Linked DNA regions of Sus scrofa: region 1 is linked to region 2. Evidence: chromatin contacts called from public HiChIP or PLAC-seq data. All regions are on one chromosome and are shown on one strand. Each heading gives the region's core, a stretch centred on a gene start, on an enhancer-like site or on the middle of the called end of the contact. The rest is flanking DNA. Distances are from core to core; before and after follow the strand shown. Region 1 holds the start of LOC102163719. Region 2 overlaps TET3 (methylcytosine dioxygenase TET3).

Evidence for each region. HiChIP or PLAC-seq counts read pairs in DNA pulled down with a chosen protein or histone mark.
Region 1: an H3K27ac HiChIP or PLAC-seq map of alveolar macrophages shows a contact between it and region 2. The contact joins the promoter of LOC102163719 here to the enhancer-like site in region 2. A contact is called at or near these places in 1 of 5 promoter capture datasets (liver), 2 of 47 Hi-C or Micro-C datasets (epiblast stem cells and fetal heart ventricle) and 2 of 2 datasets of contacts at active chromatin or transcription factors (alveolar macrophages and skeletal muscle).

The regions. Positions count from the first base shown.
Region 1 is chr3:69,016,309-69,022,552 of Sscrofa11.1, forward strand. It overlaps LOC102163719, which reads left to right and starts at 3,757. Exons shown (of 3, transcript XM_005662458.2): 1 at 3,757-3,833; 2 at 4,032-4,347; 3 at 4,439-6,244. The coding sequence starts at 3,757. The coding sequence ends at 5,155. TET3 (methylcytosine dioxygenase TET3) reads right to left here and starts at 4,098. Exons shown (of 12, transcript XM_021087365.1): 1 at 2,902-4,098. The coding sequence starts at 3,204.
Region 2 is chr3:68,978,024-68,984,158 of Sscrofa11.1, forward strand. All of the region lies in intron 2 of TET3 (methylcytosine dioxygenase TET3), which reads right to left. Among named protein-coding and RNA genes, the nearest start is that of TET3, 39 kb to the right of the region's middle. Within about 2 kb of position 2,223, at least 50 of the 83 cell types and tissues checked have an H3K27ac peak or open chromatin away from gene starts, as enhancers often do. A contact at or near this core is called in alveolar macrophages, epiblast stem cells, liver and 1 more, where this site is marked.

The sequences.
Region 1 (6,244 bases), core at 2,507-5,006, 40 kb after region 2:
TTCAGGACCCGCCCAGAGAGGCAAGTAGTCTCCTGTCATGGTGGTGGATGGGACCATCCTAGGAGCCGCCTCTAGCTTTAAAATGCTGCCGTTCTCTGAGCAGAGGGGCCCTACAGCACCACTATCCACAGTGGGTAACAAAGCAAGTAGCAGGGGAGGAAAACAAGAAAGTCAAGTTAATGTCCCCCCTTAACAGGATGACCCAAAGCAGCTGCCAGCAGATAGCTGAAAGGAAGCCCCAAAGGAAGCAGGGGGGAGGTGGAGACAGGACGGAAGTAAAGAAAGGGTGCCCAGAAGAGGAGACACGGGGAAGCAGAGATGCAAGGGAACAGTCTGATTCCCAAGAGGCTCCTGGGTCGCTGCGCCTTGTCCCACCTGGAGAGTTAGGGTCAAGTGCTGAAGTTCTATTCCTGAGGAACAGGTCTCCTCCTTCCCTGACCTCCCAAATCCTGGGACATGTCCCCTCTGCCATGTGGCTGCTCAAATCTCCCGGTTAAGGTCCCAGCCGTCCCCAGGGGACTGTAAATGCTGGGCTGGTTCCCTGAACTCCCTCAGTCAGGCACAGCCTCCCTGGCCTGTCAGCTCTGCCAGAGATACTTTCGTCAAAGGCAGTGCAGCCTGGACAGTGGTTCCCACGCTTTCAGCCTTCACGGACCAATTAAAAAAAGCGTGGAGACAGACACTAGTTACTATTTTGTATCTTGCCAAGTAAAGACTTAAAAAAAGAAGAAAATCTACTTTCTATCAACAACTTCATTGCATAAAGGAAAGTACATTTTTAAACATTAAGTAGAAAAGATTTAGCCTTAAAATACCAGCTTTAACAAAGCTAGCTTTAAGAGAGCGAGCACCCCACTGTCCTCTTTCCATTATCTCTCCAGAAACTGGGAGACCTCTGTCCTGGAGCATCGCTGGTCCACAGACCAGCATGCAGACCCTCTGTCCTAGGAGACCACAGGCCACCAGCTGCATTTTCCCTGACCCTGGGGGCCTAGAGGGCAGCCGCCAAGGCAAGGTCCACAGGGACACAGACACCGCTGCGAGGGGTCGGGGGAGGAACGGGTGTCTCTAGGCCTCAGCCAACCTAGATTCCGGGTCTCTTAATCACGACCACCGGCGGCCCAGGAAAGCAGCCTACATGCAAAGATGACAGGACCCTGGCCTCACTCCGCGCCCCATTCACTCAGGTACGCCTCACTGCTGCAGAAAGAAGAACTCAGACGCGGTGCACAAAGGACAGGCGTTCTAGGAACACCCAGCCCAGAAAGCTCAGCCCCTCCATCCCCGAGGGCTTGATTATGGGAGGAACAGAGTGAAAGAAAGGTGAAGGAGAAGGAGGTGAACCCTAGAAGGAAGCGATCAAAGGAACCAAGCTTTACAAAGTAGCCGGGGAAGGTCCCTTACACCAAAACACCACATCTCACAGCCAGGAGTGAAGCCGATCCTGATCCCATCCTCTTTTCAGAAATGACCCCACAGGGCACTGGGCCAGCACATGCCAACTCCCCCGAACACCAGCAACATAAAGGGACTGGACACTGGCTCCCAGGCTAGGATGGGGGGCTGCAGGTGTGATCCAGATGTCTGCTTTAACCTGAGACCAGGGAAGCAGGGCACCAGTTTGCCATTCCTGGGCCGTGATATGCAGCTTCCATAGGGAGTGGGCAAGAGAAGGTGAGACGGGGCAGAAACACCCACTTGCCTGACGGAAACATTTGGCTCTTTCTTCCCAGCCACGGGACCACAGCCCCACCATGCTCGAAGCACAGCTCTGCACTCAGCGGTCAGGGAAATCCTGCGTGCAAGCCGCCAGCCCATCGAAGCCACAGGTGCCCCAGCTCTCCGAAGCACAGCGGTTCCCAGCCCAGCTGGAAAGGGCTTCAAAGACTATCAAGCCCAACCCCTCCACCTCCCCAGGGAGAAGACAGACCCAGAGAGGAGGTCTGAGTTGTCTGAGCACTCTGGCTAAATCAGTGGCAGAGCGAGGGAGCCCCACTGACAGCGCAGGCCTCCGTCTCTGTCCAGCGCCAGTTTCGCTGCCTGGAGCGACCTCAGCCGCTACATCGCTCCTCCCAAACTGCTAACTTTGCTCGTCCCTCCTTCTGCCAACTCTCCGCTGTTGCAGCTGCCACCAACCTCATGCCGGCAGCCCACCACCAGAATGGAAAGGAAAGATGGCCAGTGCCTCTCCACTTCACGTTCTGCTCTCACTCATTCAACTTCCCTCCCTCTATCTCCTTGCTCCAAATGAAGTACTCCTTCCTGGGGCTGATAAGGACTCAAAAGCACATCATTCATTCATTCAATTCGTGCTACACACCAAGGAACTGAGCCAGGTCCTGAGATTACATAGATAAATGGTTCCTGACCTCAACGAGTACTCTTTAGTAGGGGAACCCAAATCATGGGTTTCTCATTAAACTCCCAAACATTTCTGGTTACCATCCCCAAAATGAAGGTACCCCAAAAAGATCTGAGGAAATAAACATCCCACTCCATCAGGGCAGCATAAAACCACCCCATCGCTCCAAATTTTCTTTCCACATCCATCAGTCTCCACATCACTCAGGCACTGATGCGACCTCGAAATACACCTGAGACTTCAGGCACAAGAAACTTCTAGAGATAAAGCTAGAAGCTACATCAAATGCTAACACGAGAGATGAGAGTGCTAGCTTTCTGCAAAACCCAGTTACTCTCCTACAAACTGTCGGCCCCCTCCAGCACAGAGGCCCAGACCCAGCTTCCAAGAACAGCTACACTCCTACTCACAGCCCCACAGCTATTCACGGACCAAGAGGATCAGAATGGGGAGAATGGGCTTATCTGTCTTTAGCAAGACTCCTCTGAATACAGCACCCTCACGGAATGGACAGGGCAGCCGAGCAAGAGCCAGCTTACCTCCTTGAGAAGCCCCACTTTTTTCTTCAGCACCTCACACTTGCGCAGTTTGCAGATCTGGTGTGTGCGGCGGTTGGTACAGCTGGTGCAAGCCCCACAATTTTCCAGCCGCCGGCAGGGCTCACAAGTACCACACCGTTTCCGTTTCTTCCGCCCATCTCCACCCCCTCGGAGTTGGGATTCACTCCCGGCCATTGGGAGCCCAGGCCCCTGGAAGCCCCCTACCATCACCTGGCCCTGAGGGAAGTCATAAAGGCCTGGCAGGTCCGGCTGGACCGCCAGGGGCACCTGAAACTGACTCATGATGCTGCCAGAGGTGGGGGCATAGGTGCGGGGGCAGAGCCGCAGTCCAGCTTCCAGGCTGCAAAGGTGGCCAACAGGTCCTTCTCTCCTAAAGCAGTCGCGAGACTACAGGGTGAAGGCAAGTAGCTCCAGGCTGCGGAATGGGCGCCTCTTCTCAACCCTTCTTCACCTCCTCTGCAGCAATGTGATAGGACTCAGTTGGGGGCCGCTCTCCCACCTGCTGGGGCCCGGGATCTGGGGGAGGATACCAGCGGCAGTCCCCAAAGAAGGGATCATCTTGGCTGGGTGGGTTCTTCACCCTCACCCACCCTAGACCCAGGCATGAGGTGAGCAGGTGGCTGTGTGATGGGGGCAGGGCAGGGTGAGGAGCTTCTCCTCCAGTATATCTTTCTCCCGGGTCAGGATGATGGAGAAGGCAGCGCTGCCTGAAAGAGAGACAGAAAGGGGAAGCGCATCACTCAGGGCTCGGGCCCGGGGACAACTTTCACATGTTACCTCTTCCTGCTTCTGGGAAAGAGAAGATAGAGGAAGAGTAGAGGCTTGCTTGCCCTCATGAAGTTCTGCCCAGAACCTCTGGCAGGGCGCACTAGCACCCGCCGCCTGAAGGAGGAGGCCTGGGGCCTGACGGGGTGCGAGGGGAAACCTGGCCGGCGAATTTAAGGGGGTGGTCAAGGTGAGCTTTCTAAGGAAGTTGTCCTCTGCCCCACCCCCACGGGTTGGGCAGAGTTTCGCCAAAATTCCCACACACCCCTCACTGGAGGTCGCTGGGGCCTCCCGAAGGGAGCCCAGCTTTCAAAATAAAGTTTGCGGAGAGCTTCACTCGGAAGAGCTGCCCGGGAGCCCCCGACACGCAAGCGGCCTGGAGGGGGGCGCGCCCGGGGTAGCCCGCGCCGGCCGCCCCGCCGCGCCCCTCTGCCCGCCGGCCGGACGGGGAGGGCGGCCCGCTCCGCCGAGGGGGCGCGGGGAGGGGGGCGCGCTCCGGCTTGGGCCCGGCCGCGCGCGCGCCGCCGCTCGGGCTCCTTTGTTCTGGGGCCTCCGCCGCTCAGCTCCGGCGGCTCCGCAGCCCCCGCCCCGCCCCGCCGCCTCCGCCCGGCTAGGCTACACTGTGACCCGCAGCACCCCCGCCCCGTCCCCCGCAACAAAGTAGCGGCCCCCCCGGGCGGCCCCCGGGCCATCCCCTCCCCCCGGGGCCGGGCCCCCTACGCCTCCCCTCCCCCACCCCGGAGCCGGAAAGGCACCGACTGCACCGACCTGCCCGCCGCCTCCGGGGCGGAGCGCACAAAGGGGCAAAGTTTCCCGGCCCGCACCGCCGCCACCACCGTCGCGGCCGCCGCCGCCGCCTGGGGCGCCCGCCTCCTGGAGCGCCTGGCCCGGCCGAGCTCGGCGCACGGAGCCCCCCGCCCGGGCCGAGGAGGGGACGGCGCAGGAGGAAGGAAGAGGCAGCGGCGGCCGCGGCGGCAGCAGCAGCAGCAATGAAGGCGTCCGCGGGACTCCCCGCCCCCCGCGCGCCGCGGCACGTGCTCGCCCGGGGACTCCCCCGCCCGGGAGGGCGCGCACGTGCGGCCCCGCCGAGCCCCGCCGGCCCCGCCGCCGCCCCCTCCGCCGGGTTCGGGGCTACGCGAGGGGGGAGTTCCGCGGAGGGGGAGGGGACGGCGCGGGCGGCCCTCGAGCGGGTGGGGGCAGGGCCCGGCCCGATCGCCGCGCCTTTGCACCTGCAGTACCTCCCCTCCTCCGCGGTCAGTCTCCCGGGACCCGGCCGCCCTCCTCGGGCTGGCCGCCCCCGCCCTCCACCGCTTCTGCAGCCCTGGCGGGCGCGGCGGGCAGCGCGGGGTGGGGCACACGGACCTCCCAGCCTAGGCCCTCGGCGGAGCGGGCCTCGGTGTCCCCACTTCCTGCCACTCCCTGCGGACCGAGCAGTGTGGGACGGCCCCGTTGCCCCCAGGAGCCCTGAGCTCCGGCCCCGACTGACTCTCCTCTCCTGGCCGCCGCTCGCCCATTCCGAGGCAGGACAATGAGGGACATCGTGCGTCTGCGTACCGAGTCAGCCTGGCGGGCAAGGAGGGGATACCCGCGAGCAGAGGCCGCGGGCCAGCCGGGAGGCACCCTTGCGGGGGGTCACGGCCGAGCGCCCTACCCAGGCGGACCCAGGGGCCCTGCCATCGCGAGCCTCCCCCGCGCCGCGCTCGGCTCTTTCGCGTCGAAAACAAAGACTAATCCGATACCCCCGCCCTGCCTCCCAGAGGAGGGGGAACAGGCGCGTCGCGGAGGGTAACTGAGGAGGACGCGTACAGGAGGGGCTCGGACATGCTACGAGTGGGCCGTGGCGCAACCGAGCCCTGTAACCCGGCACAGACACTTTGAAAAGTCACCCTGGGCTCTTTTCCAGGCAGGAGGCAAGGGGCAAGACCTAAGAATATTTCCAAGTTGCCAAACTGCCCGTTCTCTCTGCTGCTTTTTTCCCTCACCTGTTGTGCAGGCCAAGTTGAAATTCCAGGTTAGATTAATTCAGCTCCACCCATCTGGCCTGACTGCCAGGCTGGTCCCCGAAGCTGCCTTCCACCTACCTGGGTTGCTGGGGAGAAGGGTGGGTCTCTTACACACACACGCACACACACACACACAAACATACACACGGGCAAGTCCTGGCAGAAGCAACCACAGGGCAGACTGGCCTGACCAGTTTGGGCGGTGTTCACGGAGCCAGGTACCTGGCAGGCTTCGCCACCCGGCTGAAGCTAACAACTCAGCCAGAACTGGAAAAAGAGCATTCGGCCGGTTATTTAGAAGGGGAGAAAAAAAAAAAAAAAGTAATTGATCTCAAGTAGAGTTGTCCAGAAAGCCCTAGGCGGGAGGAGAAGCCCCGGTTCTGTCTGGGACTTCCCTCCCTCCTCACAGGCCTGTTTTTGACAGCCTGGCTCCAGGGGCCAGGTTGTCAGCTGTGGGGAGGGTGGTGAACATGGCTGCACTACCTACTTCCTACTCCGGCGTTTGAGAGTAGGAAAGAATTTCGGTTGGGGAAGTAGGTCTAAAACTGAGAAGA
Region 2 (6,135 bases), core at 973-3,472:
ATTACATGTGCCAAAGATCTTCCCTGAAGCATTAACAGTAAAGAATTACAATATGCTCCAACAGTAGCGGAATAGTTTTAAAATGTTTTTTCATGGAAGGAGAATGAGGAATAAACATAAGTAAAAACCACAACTTCATTAGAAAACAGAAATATAAAATAAGACTGCAGTGAGATTCTGTTCTACAGCCATTACGAAGAATTTAAGAGCAAGAAGGTTTAGTTCAAATCTTGCCCCCACCACTTACTAGCTGTGTGACCTTGAACAAGTTAATTAACCTCTCTGTTCCTCCTTTTTTTTAAATCTGTAAATCTGGGGTTAAAAGTTGACCTCTCTGTGCCTCTGTTTCCTTACCTGAAAATCAAGGGTTAACAGCATTACCGACTAACCTCTCAGGGTGGTCAGGAGGATTAAACAACACTTGAAGAACATGTACCACAGTACCAGGTACGCAGTAGGCACCAACAAAGGGTATTTGAGTCTGATACCAAATGCTGGTGGGATTTAGCAGGAACTTTTTCTTATATACCACATGCAGAGGGCAAAACAACCATTTTGGAAAGGTCTGTGGTACCATCTTTTAATGTTAAATGTCCACACACCCTATGATCCTGCAATTCTCTCCAGAAGAAACTTTGCATATGTGCATCAGGAAATGTGTACACAAATGCTCACAGCAGCATTACTCATAAAAACCAAACTGTGGAAATATTCTAGGTGCCTACCAACCACAGAGTGGGCATCAAAAGACTGTATATAGTCTACCAACTCTAAAAAGCTCAAAGGAAAAAGCACATATAAAGGTACTGTGTGAGAATACAAACATATGTAATTAAGACTTTAAAAAGCAAGGGAAAACAGAGGTCCCGTGGTGGCTCAGTGGTTAACGAACCTGACTTGCATACATGAGGACACAGGCTCAAACCATGGCCTCACTCAGTGGGTCACAACTGTGAGCTGTGGTGTAGGTGCAGATGCAGCTCAGATCCTGCATTGCTGTGGCTGTGGTGTAGGCTGGCGGCTTATACCTCCAATACCAACTGAAGAAGAGGATTGGGCTGGGGAAACAGCCAGGTGGTTTCAGTAATGTTAGCAAAATTCTAGTTCTTAATATAGGTACTAGGGAGTTTACATGCATTTATTATTATGCTTCACCTGTTTAACACATAAAACACTAAGTCAATGTTTCAAAGACACATGGGAAAAATGATAATATGTAATATTCCATCAGTGGCTATATGCCTCCTTAAAGTGATATAGAACATAAAAACAGAGAAATGTTTTCAATGAAAAAAAAATGAAACTCAACAATGTACTTGTACATAGATGCTTTCTGAGGGTTTTTATGACGGGGGAACTGTTGACGTTACTTGAAGTGGAAAAAAAAGATTTGAAATATTGCCCAATTTAAAAATTCAATTCCATTAACAATGCATGTCTGTGTGCACATACAAAACACCAAGGGAAATATGCGGAAATGCTAACAGGGCTCATCTCTGGGTGATAGGGAATGGGTGTATTTTCTTGTTCACAATCTCCAGAATTTATCGTAGGTATCACATTTGTATTTGGAGGGGAAAATTTAAGAACACAGTGCCTACCACACATCTGAAACTGTGCGCAAACTGTGCCTCCGCACAAAGACTCGAGGGGCGCCGCAGGGAAAGGAATTTGTGGGTGCACTTTCTTGCTCAGTTGCTAGAGAGTTGTGTGACACACACAGATGAGCAGCACTCTGGGAGGGGAAGGCGGGGGTCTGGCTGAGATGGGGCGCTGAGCCTAGACTCCCCCACCCGCCCAAAGTTCTTGGTAACCCGCCGGGAGCCGGGTGCTGGGAGCCGCGGCCCCTCCCCTCAGGCGGCCTCCGGTGGGGGCGGGGAGGAGCCGAGCCGAGCCCGCTCTCCACACGGAAGCCCCTGCCTCCAGCGGCGGCGGCCCGAGGCCAGCGGGAGGAAACGGAGCCGACCACATCTGAGGCCTGGCGAAAGGCGCAGCAGCTGCCTCGGAGGGGCCGCCAGCGCGCGAGAAGCAGGTCAGGACGCAGAGGCGGCCCCTCAGCCAGACAGCAAGAGAGCCCGCCTCCCGCAACACGCGCGCGCGCGCTCACACACACACACACACACACACACACGCACACACGCGCGCCCCCACAGCGCCCCAGTCACCAGGGCCATCGCTCAAGCCACGCACTGCACGTCCCAGAGCCAGAAAAGCCCCCATCAGTCCCCAGCCAGGCTGGGCGAGCCCACAGCTCCACCCACCCAGCTGCTCAAACTCGGTTCTCACCACCCACCTCCTAACCCCAAAGTCTAAAGAGCTAAGGAAATGAGAAGCGTCGCCAACATCGGAGTCCACTGACAGAGAGCCAATCCTTGACTAACAGCCCCTTGCACTTTCCCTAAAGGTGCCCCAAACCCCATGTACAAAACCTACTGGCAGTTCAGGTGGGCCAAAGGACCCGCCCTGGAGGGCGATAATGAAGATGCAACTGCAGCTAACATTTCTGAGTGCTGAGTGCTAACCTATGGATTAAGAAAGCACTTTCATGTTTAAATGTAACCTTTTCAAGTCTTGCAACAACCCTACCCAACCTCCATTTTAGTGGAGGAGCAAATGAGAGACTAACATACTCCAAGGCTCAAAATTGTGAGTGCAAAGGCTAAATCTAACACTGGGGCAAGAATGGATGCCCCCCACCCCACCCCCACCCCGGGCGCCTCCTAGCTACCAGAGTTCTAGTCCATCTCAGAGAATGAGCTCCCACCTTTGCAGGAGAGTCTCAATAACTGTGGATTTCAGGCTCTTACTTGAAGCCCTGTTGAGTGAGTTTGCCCCCATCTGTTTCTTGCTCAATGACTCTAGAGGGTTTAAGTTTTTTCATTCAAAGAACTGAATCTTTAAGCTATCACCCAAAAATCTGTAGAAAAAGTAACTTTTGGCAGAGGGGCCTCCACCCATGGGTCATAAGACTGACTTTACACAGTGGGCGAGGAAATGGAAAAAAAAAGGAAGCTGACATTTAGGGAAGCCAGAAGGCAGGAAATTGGGGGGTGCAGACAAGTTCTATTTATTCCAACCCCCTGGAGAAATCACACAATACATCTCAGTGCAAAGTCCTACTATCTGTAGTCACAGCAGGTCTGTTAGCCCAGATAACTGAAAGATGCCAGGAATTTGGGTTCTTGTACGTGTTCATCTGAAAGTCCTATCTTCAATGTTGGAAAAAAAGGAAACAGGAACCTTGGCCCTCCTCATCTACTTTCTCCTCCCTGAGGTCGTGGGGGACAATGAAGGCAGCAGGAATCCTCTCCCTCTCTGTGGCAGGCCCTCACTCTCCTGCCACCCCCACACCCCCCTCCCTAGGCTCTTGTGACACTGCTGGATCCTGGTCCTCCTCCATTCTCCTTTTCCTCCTCCATCCTCTCCAGAGAGCTGCTCTCCACCCAGCCCCCACCCTCACCCTCCCAGCTCTTCTGGAAACTTCACCTACACCCAAGGCTCCACTGCTCAGCCTGCACCTATAACCCCAAAGCTTCCCTTCTCCAGGACTGTTCCTCAAGCTCCCAGCCTGCTCTCCAGCTGGCATGCGTTTCCACTTGGACGCAACTTAAGTCCGACACACTTAAAACCTAACTCAGCACCTGTCCCTCCTTTCCAGCAACTCCTCCTCTGGACGTTCCTTTTAAAATTTCACATAAAGAGGCATTCCCCCGTGTACCCTGGCTTAAACCTTCAGTCACCTTTGCTGTGTCCTCCTCTTTATGTCTCCACATGCAAGTCAACTGCTGTCAACTGTTCTCTTGACAGTATTCCACCTCCGCCTTCTTTCAGTTTCCTCCTCAGGATCTCTCACAGAGACAATCGTAGGAGACTCCTTGACTGGCCAACCCACCTCTGCTTTCACCCCAGCTCACCACTCTCAGAATCACAGGCAATCCACTGAGCCTTGAAGCTACATCCCCGAACTCCCAGGCCAGGGTGACCACTAACTCACTACTTCAAACTTCTCTTTTCGTTTAAGTGATAGAAATAAACAAGTAGGTGGAGTTCCCACTGTGGTGCCGTGGGTTAAAAATCTGACTGCAGTGGCTCAAGTCACTGCAGAGCATGGGTTCAATGCCTGGTCTGGGAACTTCCCTACGCTGCGGGTGCAGCCATTAAAAAAAGAAAAGAAAAAAGGAAATAAACAAGCAGGTAAGCAAATAAATAAACAAATAAATAAACTGAGGACAATAAAGACCCTTTCACCTCGTAGTGCTGCTCCTAGGAACTTAGGTTTATAAATTTGCACTTCAAAACATACTTTCTACACTTTCATGAAAGGTGAAAACTCAGGATGAGGGGAACAGTTTAGTAACTCATGATACAACTTGGTAGGATATTATTATACAGTCATCAAAACCCATAAATTATGAACAGCAAGAAAAAACACTGGGTAAAGTGGGAAGTAAAAGTAGGAGAATACCATACAAAATAAACCATGTGACACCATGCATGCGAATGATAAAAGAGGAAAAAGAGGTTTTTTTGAAAATAGCTATAGTAGCCCCAAAGAATTAGGGAATTTCACCTGCAGATGCTATCAGCACATCTTAACAATCATACCTTTCATATATGAATATATCTAATTATGTATTCATTTATTTATCCCTCCAACAAGTAAGTACTGAGCATTTACTATGAGTATCACTTTTAGGCTCTGGGGATACAGCAGTGACCAAGCAGTCCCTGGCTGATGAACAGAGACTTTGATCTGGGTCCCCTTCAAAAGTAAGTTACTTCAGGGCAGACATGTCATTTGAAATGTGTATGACAGCATAAAACCTATTAAGTATTCTGTGGCTGGGAGTATATGATGAAAGCAATGAACACTGATATTAACTCTAAGGTTATCTCTGAGTGGAGCTGCCCTTTGTGTAATTACTGATAGAATATCAAGGGCACCCTAAAACTCATCAGAGAGCTAGGGAAAACCCTGGTGGAAGACCCAAGAGAATAAAGAAAGGTCATAAGCCTAGAACAAAAGGACAGGAAAGAATAGTTTCAGTAGAAGATGCTGAAAGAGATGGAGGAACAGGAAGTTCTGTCACTGCAAAGTGGAAAATGAAGAAGTTCAAAACAAGAAACTCCCATTTCCCAGAGACGACCATAGTTTACATCGGGCACCTCTCTTCCCCTATGCAGTGTGCTCTTGTGCTACAAAGTTGGGGTTACTGAGTACATCTGGGTTCTTTTCATGGTCACATCTTCCCTTACTGTATCATGTTTTCCCATAGTATTAACTCTTCTTCAAAAATTTCCCTTCTAATATCTGTCTTGCTTTCCTTGGCATGTGCAGAGCACACAGAAAGCCCCTGAGGTTGAACGTCTGCTTCCCTCACCCTGTGCTACATTCCCATGGCACTCATTAACTCCTCTTTCCACCTCATGTGGGCTTGTGCTTCCTCCGAGGAGAGGGCTGGAACACTTGGCCCTAAGGCAGGGACCTGGTTGGCTGCATGGATAGACTCTACTAGCTCCAAAGGTTGTCTCTAACAACCCTGATAACATCGGATAGGATTTCACTCACATTAGCACAGGGGTTTCAACTCATCTGGGTGACGACTTAGAAGGTATGTCTCTAGTCTGCCTTTGCAGCCATTAAATATTATGCAGCCATTAAAAGGAATGAAGTACTGACACATGCTCCAATGTGGATGAACCTTGAAAACATGATGCTGGGAAGCCAGACACGAAAGGCCACATATTGTATGATTCCACTGACATGAAACGTCCAGATCAGGCAAATCCATAGAGACAGACACATCAATGGTTGCCTAAGACCATGGGGACTGGGAGAAAACAGTAAGTGAATGAATGATAGTGGGCAGAATTTCTTTTTAGGATGATGGGAATGTTCTTAAATAGACAGTGTCGATGGTCATACGACTCTGTGAATATACTGAAACCAATGAGTTGTACACTTTAAATGGAGAAAACATATGTTATGTGAAATGTTACGTTAATTATATCTCAATGAAACTGTAATTTAAAAAAATAAAAAGCCTTTAGAGAAAACCTTCATTTCTATCTCCCTAGGAAGAAGCTTTAAGACAAAAGCAGAAAATGAACACTTGCCTCAGGAAGGGAGGGCTG